2 separate regions of the Drosophila melanogaster genome follow, and region 2 is linked to region 1. A link is a contact called in public targeted proximity ligation data. All regions are on one chromosome and are shown on one strand. The core of a region is the stretch at or near the end of the contact, and the rest is flanking DNA. Distances in the headings are between cores, read along the strand shown. Region 1 holds the start of lncRNA:CR44713 (long non-coding RNA:CR44713). Region 2 overlaps Mob2 (Mob2,).

The links.
Region 2: a contact with region 1 is called in a targeted proximity ligation map of the Kc167 cell line, with 9 times the contacts expected there. A contact is called at or near these places in 4 of 107 Hi-C or Micro-C datasets (the Kc167 cell line, the Ras3 cell line and leg imaginal disc) and 1 of 7 datasets of targeted methods (the Kc167 cell line).

The regions. Positions count from the first base shown.
Region 1 is chr3L:11,244,587-11,250,418 of dm6, reverse strand. lncRNA:CR44713 (long non-coding RNA:CR44713) reads right to left here and starts at 3,466. Exons shown (of 1, transcript NR_124876.1): 1 at 3,196-3,466. lncRNA:CR44714 (long non-coding RNA:CR44714) reads left to right here and starts at 3,187. Exons shown (of 1, transcript NR_124875.1): 1 at 3,187-3,534. lncRNA:CR44715 (long non-coding RNA:CR44715) reads left to right here and starts at 2,322. Exons shown (of 1, transcript NR_124877.1): 1 at 2,322-3,015. It overlaps lncRNA:CR44717 (long non-coding RNA:CR44717), which reads right to left and starts at 2,290. Exons shown (of 1, transcript NR_124878.1): 1 at 1-2,290.
Region 2 is chr3L:11,526,430-11,532,261 of dm6, reverse strand. Mob2 (Mob2,) reads left to right here. Exons shown (of 4, transcript NM_140217.2): 2 at 4,920-5,080. Among named protein-coding and RNA genes, the nearest start is that of Fuca, 6.6 kb to the right of the region's middle.

The DNA.
Region 1 (5,832 bases), core at 2,217-4,716:
TTGTATCTGTGTATCTTTGGGATATCTTTCGTGCCACATTAGCTTTATGTAGATGTGTTTTGTCAGATAATAAATGAATTGAAACGAGAACTTCTTTTGTTTGACTTTTGGCCCCTGACTTTGTCACATTGCGAAGTGAACCGAACTGAAACTGAAATTCATTGATAAACCTGAGCACTCTTTGAAATTTCGCAATCTTTGAAATGCGACCCCCAGCCGCCGCCGCCTCCCCCACAAGCTGATTAGAAACAGGCAATCCACAAACTGCCAAAACGAGCCTCTCAAAAAATAAACAACAAAGAACTGTGATTCAGGTCGGCCAACAGACGACTTTCATGGGTTAATGATCAGCGAAATTTATGGCCAACACCCAGATATATACGGGTATAAATTGGCTTATAGGGCATATGCTTGCTTATTTTCGCCAATAGATAGCTGGTGACGCCTTTTGTTTAGTCATTTCTATAATTTCAACAACAAAAAAAAAGATGTAGAAAATATAGTTAGTAATTTAGAAAATATAAACCTCTACTAATTAGGTTTATTTAATTCACTTTATAGTATCGCCCACTTTCAATTGAGTTAAGTATCTTATTTCGTTTACTCAATTGCAATTTGTTTTCCCCATCCCATTATTCATAAACAGTACACAAATGACTTTAATGTAGAAAATTTAAATTTGAACAATTTCGCAAGGTAAATCAATCAACTGTGAGATTGAAATCCACTTTCCCAACTGTTTCCTTTGTGACTTTGCGATACATGGCCAGCCGTAGCAGCACATATGTATAGAGAACTTTCCCTCGGTGTGTTCTCCGCTTTTCCGGGAAAGCAATTTTCACAAAGTTTACGCTTTGGCTTTGGCTTTCGCTCTTGTGGCCCCCTCGAAGGCAATTTGTAAATTTAAATTAGTTTTACTAAACACAACACATTTTCACACCGGCACACACCCATATCCATATGTATGCATAAATTTTCATTAAAAAAAAAAATAAGAGAAAAGAGAGTGCGGGGAAAATCGTTGAACGTGTGCAGAACCCAAGAAAATTATCAAGAACAAGTTGATTTTGTTTTTGTTTTTTCTTTTTTTGCTTTTTCCAGGAGGGGGAGGCCCTGCCAAAATGTTTCGCCGAAACGAGCAGGTGAAAAATACAAGAGGAAAACATGAAACGCTGAGCAAATTATCCATTTATCCATCTATCTAACGCAGGGAGATCAACTTTCGCGGAATGCTCGAGAAAAAAAAAGCAACATAGAAGTAGAAAAGTTATGACGAGCAGAAATTCGGGAAGTTCATTGTGCCCGGGAAGTCTTCAGATTCAGATTTAGCTGCAGATACATATACATACATACATATGTAAGTATGTACACAGTTATGTTTCCGGGCTGTCGGCCAAAGTTAATGCCAAGGAATTTGGCAAGTAATTTATGACAGACAGCCAAATGGAAATGGAAAACAAATGGCGATAAGCTAATTTGATAAAGGTGTTTGATCGATCCACTGCGATAACGACGATTTGCAATTGAAAAGCGAAAATCATTCGCATTTTGCAGATAAAAATCGCTGACGTGGTCGGATATGCACTGTTCGTAAATGGGAGATGTTGATATTAACGAAATCAAAATGAAGAAATCTATTTTGATGTATTAGGTAAATAGAAAAAAGTTAACGTAAGATAAATTTCATATAAACAGAATTTGCTTAATACCAAATTGATTTGATTAAGATACAATGCAAGTCTTATTTTGTATAAAATAAATAATATTCACTTCTTTCGCCATTAATTTTCAACTGAAAAGTAACTAGCTGCAAAATGTATTTATCTGCTGAACGAAAATCAAAAAACGAGATACAAAACGGCATGCGTGGCGCCACCTAGCGGCCAGAGTTTCCTTTGCACCGGCGACGTGACCGAATCAACGTGCGAGTGCGAACGAGATGGTGTGCGACAATTTTCCGCCAGGAAAAAAGAAAACGATTTGGCAGTTTGTCTTCGGGGAAAGAAAATGCCTAAAATTAGAGCACAAATTAGATTTCAATTGAATTGAAATGTCTGCGGAGAAAAGTGTCCCACAGATGCATAATTGATTTATGCAAACGAAATTCGCAGAAGAAACTGGCCAGAAGTTTTCCTTTACTTTATGTGTTTCGCCTCGAAAAAGTAACTATGCAAATAAATCGCCTATTTATTATTTATTTATGTGCAAAATGAGATTCTTTTCTCTTGCTACTTTACACGTCTGATTTAAATAATTTGTATTTTGTAATAATTTTTGTATGAAAATCTCTTTGGTTTGAAACACGTTTGAGTGAAAAATATAGTATGTTCGTGCGCTCTTTCAGTTTTTGTAAACCACTCAAGAGAGTTTCACATGTAACGGCCGCTCTTAAGTTCTCTTTAGCAAAAATTCTCATCCCCCAGTTTGCGCTCCAATTTTCACTCACTTCGTCTTTCACAGCTGATTCTTTTGCTCTCAGCTGGAGCTGGTCGGCGAAACATATTAACTGGAACAGGCTCTCTTATTGGCTTTTCCTGCTAAAAAGTGCCATAATTATAGTTATTTGCTGCATTTTTAAATGCACTGAACGTTAATTAATGGTTTGCTATATTATTAAGCTGATTTTCATGCATTTATCGCACAGCTCTCTGTCTCTCGCTGCTCAAAACTTGCAGTAATTTTACTGGCTCTCCCGCTGCTCTTTCATTGGGCTTGCAGCTGTTTCGCTCATCAGATGTTTCTGAGTCGAGCCTCCCACTGCCCCCCGCACCGACACAAACCAGCAGCACTATGTGCAACTGTATGTGTATTTGCATTGTGTACACAAAATCAGCCGCTGCCCTCTGTCGACGTCTCTGCGGGCAGCGCAGCTCCAAGCGCAGCCAGTGAAATACATACATTCGTACGTACGTACGTACATATCTATATATCTTGATTTTCCAACTCGTTTCGCGCAGTCAACGCGCCCCCCAAAAACACACACACACACACTTTCATATATGTATGCAGCAGTACAAAGGGGGCCAAAATAATATTGATAATGATAAAATCGAGCCTATGAGTTTAACTTTATTTAACTTTCGTTGGTTATAAATACAGTATATATATCTTATTTTTTTCTATTTGTATATACTTACGAAATAGCATTAATGTTTATAAATATGTATTTACATATGTATCTGCAATTTAGTATTTAAAATTATTTAATCAGTTCCTTATGAAATATTTATCATTACGATCCTAAATTTATAACTTTCAAATGCAATCAACTTAATAATCTTAATATCGATATCAATAAATCTCAGGTGCTAAAATCGGTTTACAGTCACACGATTTGCTGGAATAGTAACCATTATCGGTCAAACGGATATTATGGGTGGTTAACCTCTATTGATTAAAAACTCTATCGGTGCATGGCACCTTATTTTAAAATTATAGATACGTAAAATAATGCAGAACGACTGATTACAGATACTTCTAATCGTTCCTTAACTTTTTACTGTGCACCAAGTGGACAGCCTTTTGGCGTTTGTTAATGAATTTGCAGCATTTTTTAATAAACAGACTTAAACTTTAACTTGTTTAATAATTTAGTAACCAGTATTTAAGTGTATATAATTCAATTGAAACTATATATTTATCTACATTTGCAGCTAATAAAGTCTTCAAAATCGAGTATTCATTCTATTTGTATTGTTCAAAGGTTGATAGAGCCTATTCATTTGGCGACCGCTGTTTGTGTGCAACTATGTATGTGGCAAGTTGGATAGATAGTCGCATATACATATATCTTTGGATACAGCTAGGTAGGTAGGTAAGTAAGTATATGTATTATGCCTAGGGTTTTGTTGCTGCCTCAGCTGTTATTGTTGTTGTTGCTGTTCCTGCTGCTGTCGTGTTGTTTGTGGCTGCTGCCGTTGTTGTTGTTGTTGTTGTTGCTTTTTTCTTATTGCCTGCACACACGGCTCTCGTGCGCCGTTGCCGTTTTTCACTCACTGAGTGAGCCAAGTCCATTGGAATCAAGTTGCTCAACGGCAACGTTTCATTTTCATATCTTTCCCATTTGTGCCCCACTGTGTGTGTGCGCCAGTGTTGGTGTGCTTGTGAGAGTGTGTGCAGTAAGTGTTTGTGTTGCTGTTTGCTTGTTGTTGGTCTTTCTCTTCTTTTATTTTTTAGCTGGTTATTTATTTATTTATTTTTTGTTTCGCTGCTGCAACAGAGCGAAGAGAGGGCCCCCAAACAGACAGAGATAGAGAGATAGATAGAGAGAGAGAGGGAGAGAGAGAGAGCGGGAGAGATGGCTCTTTGGAGCCCGGCCGGCCTTTGTTGTTGTTCGTTTTGCTTATGGGCAATCATCTGTTTTATTCTGCACACAGCTGCACCCACACGTACGTGCACCTACACAGGTGTAACTGCCTTGGCTGCATCTTAAAGATACTTTTCTTAAATCCTTAGCCTGCAGAATGAGGAACTTGTTATCTCTACGTTTATTAATAGTGTGCATAATGTAGGAGATATACATATGTGACTTTAGAGCAGTATATACAAATATGATTGTTCATTAGCAATAAAAAAAACATAATAAAATAAACAAAATTACAGTAAGTGATGATTAGATTTAAAAGATACGAAGGATATTATAAAATATCTAATATATACAGACAAACCTTGCTCTTAGGCATTTAATCGAAATTAACCTTAACGAACATTTTTTCTGTAACTGAAGCCCTCGGAAATTTTCAGTTAGAGAAGGTGGCCTGTATTTGTATCTGCTACAAAGTCATGCCATGTATCTTTTGTATCTTTTGTGCCTTTTGCCTGTGTTGTGCATTCGCCGTCAGCTTTTTTCCATCAATAGTTCATTTTCTGCTTGGCAACGAGTTCTTTTGCTTTTCTTCTTTTCGGTATTACCTTTCTCTCTCTGCCTCTCTATTTCATGTTATACCTTAGGTTTTTTTTTTTTTAGACGGCTACGTAAAGTTGCATGAAATTGGAGAAAACGTAGAAATGATGAAATTACTGGACATACATGTGTTCTGGGTGGCAATTCTTCACCACCCGCATCCAACCCCTTTGTTTTTTCCGCCATCCATCCCAATGGTATCCCTGGTGTTCCTCTCTGTTTTCACCTCATTCGGTTGATGAACGTGGATTAGTTCCATGGAAAACTATGCAAAAATTTGATACACAAAGTTGATACGATGATGGTGGAACGTTTGTTTAGAGCATTACATATGTATGGCTTGGTATGGGGATTCTGACTATGACACACCTGTCATGTGAGACCTGCAACAATGGAGCAGATAAAGAGCGGCAGTTTATATTATCAGAGTGCCATGGCTGATTCCATCAACAATGTCAAGATCCAGCTGGAAATTTGATGACCGCCCTCATCATCATCATCATCATCCCATTATGCAAATCGTTAGCCCATTTCAATGTATTGTGATTATTGTGCAGCAAAGAGAGCGCACTGAAATGCCAATAAGAGATATTAGTAAATACTTGCTTGCTTATCAATATTAAATTCAATCTTACATATATGAAGTGACTAGCCCAAATCAAATTTTAAATCAATGAGTGTGTCTTTTTTTATTGCCCAATAAAAAAAAAAAGAAGAAACTTTAACAAAGAAGACTGGTTAAAGCAGTCTCGTATGATCGATTTTGATAACGAAAAAGGTGACTAATGTCAGTGAGGAAATAACACATATAATAACGAACCACCATAAGACATATGTATGTATGTACATATGTACATAGATGACAACTTATTAGAGCGTCTGGAAGCAACAAATAGGATTATAAACTCATGGTAGAGAAACCACTGACG
Region 2 (5,832 bases), core at 1,187-3,686, 280 kb before region 1:
ATTATTCTGTCACGTTTCCATGCTCATTTCGGCTGTTGATTTTTTCTTTCGGTTTCTGTATCTTGAACTGGGCCCTTTTTGCCGCGAGTGTTGAACACAAAGAGCCAGAGTCAGACCACAATAATATACATAGATACATATATTTTGTGGGAGACAGACACCAAGACGGAGCTAGTTAGAAAGGCTGTGGTTATGGCCAGACCATTACATCATCCCCATCATCATGTCATGATTGGGGTGACAGACAACAAAGTTGGTGGCCAATTCGGGCAGTGAAAGCTTCTTGAGGCAGCACAGAGAAACTTCTAGAATTTGTAAATATATTACTTTAATAAGAAGCCTGTATGTTAAAATAAAAGGTCAAACCACTTTCCTTATGGGGCGACTTATAATTCTCAACTGGTTCTAGCTTAATTTATTCTCGCAAATATTCATATTGACACAAGTATAGCTCTTAATATTTTACACATAAAAACATTGTAGTGTTTACGTTCTATGCAAATCAAAGGAAATGTATCTTTCTTTGAAGAACATATTCAAAGTGGTATAGCAAAGTGTCTAGTGGGGTAGTTGTTCTTCCTCGTTTTTCGCTGTATCTTATCAGTCGTTTGTTGTTCTGTTCTTGTTGTTTTTTTGTTTGGCTGTGTGCATTCTGGCTATTAACTTATCGTACGACTCGGCTATATCTCCGCCACACTGTGGTTGTTGTTATGGCAATTTCAACACCTTTGGACACTTACAACGACGTTACTTTCGACATCGTCAACAACAATAACCCGCTCTCACACCCACATGCAATCGTATATACAGATATGTATAGGCAGTTATATGGCTAAATACTTACACACAGTTGATAGCAGTTATGGAAAACCACTGTGCGGTGGGTGAAAGAGGCGGGGGAAAACTAGGGTCTTCGTCTTCCATTGTCTATTGTCGTGGATGTGCCTTTGTTTCTGGGGCGTAGTTTAGTCATTGTCTGATATTAAGCAATATTTCCAACTACATCTCCCGATGAGCTATAGCTCCATTTTCAATTCCATTTCGTTCGCTGTTCTTCTGCAATAATCAGCCCAGTTAGTACAACGAGCCATTTGCTCGATTTCATCATCATTATAATCAGCATAAAGAGCTATGTATTTCGTTATAGAAATGTTAGAATAAACAGAATTTGTTATGCCTACCATATGTGTGTCATACGGATAGAAATTTTGCAAAAATCCTGTCATGCTGAAATACTTTAATGTTTACATTTAATTTACTAGTTTATCAAAGGGAAATACTCATGCATATATGTATTTGCTTTTGAAATAATCATTTCATCTTATTTATTTAAAATTTAAAACTGCTCCTACTAAAAATGATTGTAAATCAAACTCACGCTTTTGCTAAGCTAACTAAAAATGTATGCTTAGCTAAGTAAATGCAGAGATAACCAACTAAAACTCGACTGCTTTTTTGTGTACAATTTTCGAGTGACTAGCGATTTTTAACTATGATATGCATTATGCATATGTATGTGTATAAAAAGCAGCACCTCACTTCACCTACCTATTTACAATTAGTATCTGGGGTGCGATGGGGCAACAGCAAAAGGCTTTTAATTGATAGATCAATATCACGATGATTGGTTTTGTGCGTAGCATATGGCGAGCGAGGCCTATCGCAATATTTTTCGGGGTAAATGGCACACGAGAGCGATGTCGGGAAAGCCCGTGAGCTTATCTAAAATGATGGAGTTGGTGGGGGCTAAATGGACATGTGTGTTCAGGGCCACTCTAATGGGGGAGGGGTTGGGAGGTGGTTCTCATATGGCCCAATTCCTAGTCCCTTCGCTTTGCCACCTCCCTGGGGTGTTGGGTGTGTTTTGGGGCCATATGCTTCGAATCGAAACAATAAGAAATATAACATTAGGTCAGGTTCTCGACCATGTATTGAATTCCCTTGGCTCTGGTCGCCTTCTCTTCTCCTTTGGCTAATTGTTTTTTTTGGCCAGTTCTGAATGTTTCAAACTATATTCGCTTTATCTACGACACAAGGTCAAAGCCACAGCTAAACCCACCCACATTTTGGGCACTCTTTCGTGCCAATACGAAAATGATGAGTTGGAATTTCAATTTTATTTATCACCAATTTTTTATGCACCCATTTTGGCCATACCATCCATCCATTTCGATTTTTTGTGGCTTTTAGTTTTAGGTTTTCGCTCGACTCGTAGCGATGGCACACGAAATGCGATATAAAATCCAAACGTGCGAATATATTTGCGGCCTATTCTGCGATATAGAAGCGAGGTGTTTATGTGATAAAAGAAAAATAGAAGATATTATACGGGAAACCCCATAAAACACACATTTAATACGACTTGTATGTGACGTTTCCGAGGAACTTCTTGTGAAATTGCAAGAAACCGAAAGAAGTCGACTTATCGCGCCACACAACACGTCACTTCGATTGGCCCCAGTGTGTAAATTGAGTGTGTGGGTTAATGGTTTGTTTGCCAGTAGTTCCCATTCGATCGGAGGTGCAATAAAGTTGTCGCACGAATCGGTAATCGACTAAGAGCTTTTCCAAGTGAGAACGTGTTTTACAGTTCACCATCTTGAAAAAAATGTGTCAAGGCGACTGACGGACGAAGGTACCTAAACTCAGGTTGAGAACTGGAAAGGGAAAGTTTACAAATCGAATAAAGTAGGATTAAACTGGATTTTATAATACACGGATGTACAAATGTACAAATCTTCACGTTTAAGTTAGTTCTTTTATATATATATATATAGAGTCCTAGAAATTCCCACTTTCTTTATCAAAATACTTCTACTTCTTCTTCATTTCAACAACTTCTAAAAATGTTATAAAATGTAATCAACAAATGTAACAAATTTAAAGAACTATTTTCCAATATTATCCAAAGAAAGTCCATTTAGTTTGCAAATGAGTTGGCGTGAGTCAAGGATTTGATTTGCACTCGAAACCAGTGCTCTGTGTCCTTGATTACAGGGTACGACGCGCCTTGAGTTCCGCCCAATCTTAGTGTGCCATCTAGTGTGCCAGACTGCATCCGGCCATTTAAATTGGAACCGGAGCGCACAATCCATTCACGTCGACCTTTCGTCGCCTCTGACCTGACACGCAAATTTTGTGCGACAAGAGCGAAGGTGGTGTTGGTGGCGGCGTCACACAGATCGATGTGCGATGTGGAGGTCCTTGGCATTATTTGGCACTTGATGGAATAACTATTAGTTAGAGTGCCACCGCTAATGCTAATGCTAATGCCCCAATCCCACCGTATGCCACTCCAACTGCCACTTAAATGCGGGCGGGTGGATTTGCATTATCTGAATGAAAAAAAAAAAAAAAATAACTGAACGGGAAAGTCGCTTGTCTGGTGGTTACCTGTGCGCCACGCCTCGCCGCCTCCCAGCAAATAATGGGGAACAAAAGCGCACATTTGTCTGATATTCAAATGTACACACGATGACTATATACTTCAATGAATGTGTACATACATATTATATATGTACGTACGTACCTACATATGTGTTTGGATTTCGAGTTTTATCAGCACGCTTCGCCGATATCGTGCGGGCACAACGGGCGGCGTTGGGTGGGTGGCATAATTATAATCAGAACTAAGTTTATTTGTTTAAATGCCTAAAGAGACGCATTTGCCACCGTCTCTCCGGTCGACTGATAAATGTTTATTAAACTCGGTTATGCCCATGAGCACGGCCACGCACTTTTTTCGAGCTCTTTGCATAAATATAAACAATATGGAGGCAAATATGAAAAGACTTGTTGATTCTTAGTTTTGATAAGCGTTATGCTTTTTATTCTTTTCTTTTGAGGGGTTTTTGAAACTAGCCAAAGGCACGTGATCTCAAAAGATACGATAAATACGATAAATTTGTTTTGTACACCAGCTAGTTCTTATGGTTGGTTGAAAGCGTACCTTGTTTTATCATTCAGAAAAATCAAATAAATTATTAAGAATGCATTCTGAGCGTAGTTGTTGCACTTGTTGTTGGGACAAAAGTTGATTTCATTTGCCTTCAACTATTTCAAGGCTTTTGAATATCAACCAATTCGTAAGTCTTGTTTAGATACCACCGAACTCTCAGTTTTCAAGGTGCGCAGGTCTTTCCTTCTTAAGATATAGTAATGTTGTAAGGGTTCCTAACTCTTTATCTATCAATGAAAAAGTTTGGTAGCTCATAGGATTGGGACTTGGTTCTCTGGGAGAGTCTTCTTGGTCTCTCTCTCTCCGATTTCCATCAAAATACCACGAGTTCTTTTTTCCGAAGCGTACTGAGCGTTATGCTTTTCAAGCGATAACATTTGAAGCTAGTCACTTGGGCGATACGGAGCTTTCCGTTTGGTTTGTTTCGAATCGGTTGGATTCGTTTTTCGGGCTAAATAAATGGTCTAATTTCCCTAACGGATCGCAGAAGGCAAGATGACCAAAGCAACGTAAATAATACCAAAAAATGAAAGAAACTCTAAGCTCAAAGGTGCCAACAAGAATAGGAGTAACGTTTGTGTCTGAATCGGATCCAAAGAAAAAGTTCAAAAGTTCGCCATCAACGTCGAGCTCAACAATATCAACGGCGACAATAACAAGCACAACAACAACAACAACAACAACCGCATCGCCCCCACCGCCCCAAACTTCGTATGTGATTAAATGTCTATTGAAGACCGCTCGTTTTATGTGGCAAGTGACGACAATACCCTCTAAAATCGGTGATACCATTGGTACCCTGTACCGTTATGCTCAGGATTCAGTTGATAGTTTTCTATGCGTAGCTGGGTGAGACTCCTAAACAGATCTATTTAACCATTCACACTTTGTATTTTCGATTATTTGCTAAACAACTCATCATTTAATTGTAATTCATCTTTCTTCTCTTGCATATTTACAGCAAGGCCCGTCGCAAGGAACGCGATGGCGATCAAAATTCAACAGACACCAAATTGTATTTGGAGGAAAGTGTCCTAGAACGTAAATTACCTGAAGCTGATCTCAAAGCCCTAGTGGATCTTCCAGCTGGTTTGGACTACAATGAATGGCTAGCGTCACACAGTAAGTTTCTAAAACTTGAATATATACATACATTACCACCCACAATTGGCTAATTGAACTTCACGTGATTCTCTGTGTTTTTCGGATTCCTTTCGAAATTGCCTTTATTATTATTTACTCACATCTGTCATTTGCCTCCATTGTTGGCAGCAGCTTTATCGTGTGATTTACAAATGAGTTTAACGAGCGTCGTCAGCTGCTGTTTGGCAAAAGTTTGATAGCCTAATCGCCAGTGGCTACGCTCGAGTACCCCGATTTACGAAACGCTGCCCACGGTGCACTATATGTATGTACATTATCGTCCAGCCAATGAACTTGAACAGAAGAATTCAGACTGAGCGATAGCATTATCTGTATGCAGTTTAAGAAGTGCAAGGGCACCCTGCAAAGTTTGAGATCAGGCAGTTTTCTTTGTATCCAAAAGTTTGCGATACTAGAAATCCAATTAAAAGGATATTTTCCTTTGTATTCATAGTGAAATTATTAAGTGTATACATACTCTTTTGCCTTGAGTTTCTTGTTTCGTGCTGAATAAAGCCACTCACTGCTTTAATTACATATCAATAAAACGTCTAATATCATCTTCGAAAGCCAATATACGGTGAGTCACATCTTAATTGGCTGGTTGCCCCACCGCCTGGAGGGATCTTTTTTGGTTACATCATGGGTGGAGAACAGAATCGATTTTGAGAAATTACATCATCTTGTAAATAATCTGTGTGCGCTGGGTGGCAGAATGCAAATTACACAGT